Regions from separate parts of the Hordeum vulgare genome. Here region 2 is linked to region 1. Evidence: chromatin contacts called from public Hi-C data. All regions are on one chromosome and are shown on one strand. Each heading gives the region's core, a stretch centred on a gene start, on an enhancer-like site or on the middle of the called end of the contact. The rest is flanking DNA. Distances are from core to core; before and after follow the strand shown.

Region 1 (2,700 bases), core at 151-2,650:
TATTTTGAAAAAACACAATTTTAGAAATTCCAAACATTTTTTGAAAAATGCGAACAAATTTATAATTCCAAACATTGTTTGAAATTTCTAACCATTCTCAATTGCGCACAATTTTTAAATTATTGAATAAAATTTTCAAATCAGAAAAACAATTTTTGATATTGTGAAAAAAATAATATTGAAACCGCCAATTTTTTTTTGAAATTTTGTACCAAAAATAGAAAAGGGAATATTTATTTAGATTGTAAACTCAATTTTGAAGCCATGAATATTTTGAAATTCCTATACATGTTTTTGGAATTATGAACAAAATTTGAAAAACAGAACAGTTTTTGAAATTGTCAACTAAATTTTGAAACCAAAAACATTTAGTGAAATTATGTAACTTTTTTGAGATTGTGATTCTTTTTTTATAACAAGAATAGTACATGAAATTACAGATCAATATTTTTTAAAACAATTATGGGAAGAAAAGGTAAAGTTAAAAATAAATATAAATGAAAAAATATTTAAAAAAAGGTAAAAGAAAAGGAAAATAGAAAAGGAAAGAAAAGAAAATAACTGGAAAAAGAGATTGTTTACCCTTAGTGACCTTTCCTAGAAAAATGATTTGTCTTAAAAAAGTTACACCTGCAGCCAGAGAAAAAAATAGCTTGTCGGCAGCTATTCTGTTCTGCTCGGCTCCGCACAAGGAGTTTAGCTTGTGAAGCGTGGAGCTGGTGAGTGCGGATTTTTGGAGGCCGGGCTTCATGAAGCTCATTTTTGAAAAACGGTTTTCTTCAACGTGAAAAACTTAAAAAAAAATTGTGGACACACATGTATGTTACGCATCTGCAAAAAATCATAACCTTATACTTTCACATATGGCGTATAGAAAAAAGTCAAATACATATATTTAAAATGGACCATTTTTTGTTGTTGGATTGGAATTTTTCTTTTTTATAAAGCCTACAAATCACAGTATTTTCAAAAGAATTTTCACACGTACGTACGGAACACACACACACACACACAGAGAGACACATATATATATATATATATATATATATATTGGATCAACTTCACATATATAAGTTTCCATGGAAAAAAAATGGAACATCAAAAATTGATTTTTGTATCTTTTTTAAATACCGGGCTCCGCTCCATTTGCATTTTCCAGGAGCCAGAGGACTTCAGAACAGGCCGCTGGTACTACGCTTGACCTGAAATCTCGCGTCGTTCACACGGGTTTTCTTCCCGAGGAAGGTCCTTCAGTTGGGTCACCACGTCCCACACCCACCATGTGCGGTTCCCCCGATTGATTGAGTGTTGACTCATCAACAGAATCTTCCCCCACACAATTCACTCGGGAGGATATAAGGGCCAAGTCGCCAAGATCGTTCACCATCGATCCAGCTTCTAAAAGGCTCTTGATTTGTGATCATAATCCATTACAGACTTCTTTTACTTTGCCAGTATATCTTCCCTTTCCGAAACACATAGTAAAATGTTACTCATAAACTCCACGGTCGAGCTGGTGACTGTCTGGGCGTCCTCCAGCCCGTTACTTGTGGCCTTCTGCCTCTCCCATGTCGTCATCGCCGTCCTCCTCCTCGGCACCCGCGGCCGCACACCTAACGATAAGGGTCGCGCCAAGGAGCGCATCACGGGAGGTTCTGAAGTTGAGACGCCCTGTGCTGCTCAAACACATGGAGGCGAAAGGAAAGATGGAGAACACCACCATGACCCCGTCACTGCCACTGCCATCGGCGGCAGCGACTGCGGCTGCGCAGAACAATGCTTCGTGGAAGCAGGCGAAGTTGACGCGGCCAGCCGTCGGCCACAGGCAAGAGAAAAGTGTAGTGGACGAGACGGCGTGCACATTGCTGCTGATTCGTCATCATCATCAGAGGAGGAGAGACGCGGGGACGAGGAGGACGAACTCATGATGAGAGCAGAGGAGTTCATTCAGAGAATGAACAGAGTGTGGAGGACGGAGAGTTTGCGCGTTTGCTGATGCACTGATGCAGCTTGCTACGTTGAACTTTTGGGAGTTGCATGCTTAAGTACACCGTATTAGCGAATTGTGTTTCTTCTGTTGTTCTAGTCTCGATGGAGAATCTTTAATTCAGGTTATATCGAGAACGTCTAATCCCGGAAGGAGGTAGTACCGCCTAAGAGCATCTCTATAAGATCCCACATTTTCGCAAAAACTATAAAATAACCACCGTTTTGTCGTTTCGAACCGAAAACGCACGCACACCAGACACCGCAAAAGTGACCGGCCTGCGAAACAATTTGAGGGGGCGACACTTTTCCCCGCGGAAGTGTCAAAATCGCGTTTTGCGTGGTCGACCCGGCGGCGACCTCTATTCTAGATCGATTTAGCGGGAGGGACATTTCACCGCGGCAGTTCACCTTTCCTCTCCCCCGTCGCCGAGGATCTTCACCTCCCCGCTCCGGCCGAGCTCCCGGCGACCCTCCAGCGCGGCCATGGACACCCCTGACCCCGCGCTCGTCACCGTGGAAGTAGAGGTAGCCAAATCAATGGCGGGCGGAACCGCGGTGGATCTCCCCGCCGGCCATCTCCGGGCCGCGCGAGAAGCCTCCTCCAACGCCGTTCCTCGCAAGCGCCTCGGCAACATCATCGTGCAGGGTGGCGCGCACGTTGCCGCCGGCACCGTTGCCGCCACCAAGGGGGTCGGTCACCCTAAAGCTCAC
Region 2 (2,700 bases), core at 143-2,642, 320 kb after region 1:
AAAGCCCATGTAATTTTTGTTATTCAACCCGCACTCCATCATTTATCTGCAACGCAAAAGAAAAAAACGATTCGCTGCAAAAATTATACCCGTACGCATCGCCTCGTCCCGTCGACCCTGGGCCACCCTGGCCTGTGCCCAGGCCGCCGCCACACCACTCGCCGCCGCGGCCGACCTCAACCGCCACTGCTGCCGATCTCAACCCACCCGCCTCCGCGGCTGTACCTCTCCCCGCTCACTGCCCCCGTTGCGACGCTCGAGCGCATCGCGTCGACCCTGGTCCACCCTAGCATGTGCCCAGGCCACTGCCACACCACTCGTCGCCGCGGCCGACCTCAATCACCATTGTCGTCGATCTCAACTCGCCCGCCTCCGCGGTCGTACCTCTGCCCGCTTGCTGCCTCTGTTTCGGCGCTCAAGCACAGCTTCTGAATCAAATCAACGCGACAGCTATAGCGACTTGGGATGATGCGTCTGCTCGATGCAGAACGGCGGCGGCGCGCGGATAAGGCGCGGCGGAGCGAAGTACTTGCAGGTGGAGGCGGGCCTCCATGGCTCACACGGGGAACTCCGAGGTTATGACGCGGCAACGGCGACTCCTTATGGCCAGATAGAGGCGTCTAACTCTTGCTCCCTTCATCGTATCCCCTCCTCCGGCAGGAACTCATCATCTCGTGAGATCCCCTCCCCATGCCTCCAACCGTGTGCCAAGCACCGACAAGAAATTTTGTTTTGTGGGAATTTGTTTGCTGATGAATGAATGTATTGAATGTAAGATTGCATTGTTATAGAGAGAGAGAATGGAACACCACCTTTAGTTTGTCATCTCATCCCACATTCTCTACCCCATGAGTGAAATAAGATAACAGTCCCTTGATCAATTCACGTAGCCTCTTTATTTTGCTTTGCTTGTCCCGCTTAATTTCTCATCATGGTGGAATTAACAATGGACGGGTTGATTTCTCAACAAAATAAGATAGGACTGACTACATTAGTTAGTTAGCTTATTATTTTCATAAATCAAAATGATTATAAAAGATTAAAAGCGTGTGGTATTTTTTTCTCCCGTTACAACGCACGGACCCTTTTACTAGTCCTTATAACCTGTTTATGTCACCTTATTGCACCTGTTCTTAACCTTAGAAAACGCAATCGTCCCCTCAAAACAAGTAATCCTAGCGAGGACGACTGATCCGGGCTCCAACGAATCCCCGGGGTAGGCCCCACCTGTCACCCTCGCACGGGCTCTACCACTTTCCCTCCGCCCTGCACACGCGGAGCAATCCAGCCACTTGCACGCGGGATTTCCCCCTGCCGGGCGCCTAGCTTAGCTAGCCTAGCAACGCAACGTACTAGCTCAAAAAAAAGAAAAAAAGAAAAAAGAAGAAGCTAGCACAGCAACGCCAACCAACTGCAATGATTCTCCCCCACCCCGCGCCCAAACCAAAAAGCAGATAAGGGGGAAGAAAGCCGCCACCTAATAATGTCCTAATCCCCCCGACCTCCTCCCCTCGATCGAATTCCAAATTCCAATCCAAGGAGAGAAAAAAAAAGCGACTGAGAGCAACGGTGCGCGCGTGCGTGCGAGCCCAGGCGAGGTAGCCGATCCCCCGGACGTACGGGTGGTTCTAGGGTTAGGGTTTGCGCCGGCTGCATCGGTGGCGGCGTCGGCGGGGCTGGGGACCGTGCGTGGGCCTCCTTCGACGGCGAACCGGATGCTATGCTGCTAGGCTGCGGGTCGCTCTCCTCGTGGGTGCGCCGCCTCGTCGCCTGCGTGGGGTACGACTCCTTACCTGCCTATCTATCCACCTCGCTGCATCTCTCGCTCGCCATCTTCTTGTCAGCTCGGCACTCTGCCGCCGCGCGATTGCTCCGTCTCAGGTTATTAGAGGAGACCTGTATCGTATCGCGCGGGAAGTGGATCGCTGCTCCCGTTTGGTCCGGATGATTTTGTGATTCTCGGTAGTTTCTCAGAGCTAGTCTGCGCGATGAGACCAAGGTGATTTTTTTTTTTAATTGTCGTGTAGGCGCTGCGGTTCGTATGATGAAACGTGTTCATGATAGCGGTACCAATCTGCAATGATCTCTGTTATTAGACAGGTTTCACGCATGCATTTAAGGTCTCTGTATTCATTTACCCGATCAGCTCCTGTCGGTCAGAAATAATTGGAGGGGTCAGTTGTTTGAACTCGACCTGAATGATTGCTTCATATGGTACCATGTCTTTGTGGTCATTACCTGCCCAAAGAATGTTCGGTGGTTTCCCAGCAAGGCTGTTTGTAGACTTACTTTTGGTCTGCTGTTAGGTTCCTTGTAGCTCCTTGTTCTTTCCTGCCCCCGAAGCTTCCAGATAGTGGCTTTCTAGGAAGGTTTAGCATAAATCTTCTTGCACGGAGCAGGGAAACCTGTATTGATGTTTTGCTTGGTAGAGTAATATTGAATTTTGTATTTGCTTGCGGAAATAGAAAAGACAAATTATCAGTCGTGTAACTGGTTGCTCAGATTAGCTGATATTTCTAAACAAACTTAGGCTTAAGATTAAGAATGTGAGTATACTGCAGAGTATTATCATGTACTCGTATATCTTTTTCCTTTGCAAAATGCATAGATTCAACTTCAACATATGTAGCTAACAACTTCCCAAATTTGACGGGGAACGCGTCGTAGTTGCTGATGTTTGCCATGTGCTCAAATATCAAT

Evidence for each region. Hi-C and Micro-C count contacts between places; a contact is called where the count stands out from the background.
Region 2: a Hi-C map of leaf shows a contact between it and region 1, with 4 times the contacts expected there. The contact joins the promoter of LOC123402253 here to the promoter of LOC123405166 in region 1. A contact is called at or near these places in 2 of 6 Hi-C or Micro-C datasets (both in leaf) and 1 of 1 datasets of contacts at active chromatin or transcription factors (embryo).

The regions. Positions count from the first base shown.
Region 1 is chr6H:189,294,080-189,296,779 of MorexV3_pseudomolecules_assembly, forward strand. It overlaps LOC123405166, which reads left to right and starts at 1,401. Exons shown (of 1, transcript XM_045098963.1): 1 at 1,401-2,200. The coding sequence starts at 1,487. The coding sequence ends at 1,996.
Region 2 is chr6H:189,612,243-189,614,942 of MorexV3_pseudomolecules_assembly, forward strand. It overlaps LOC123402253, which reads left to right and starts at 1,393. Exons shown (of 5, transcript XM_045096146.1): 1 at 1,393-1,779. The coding sequence starts at 1,721.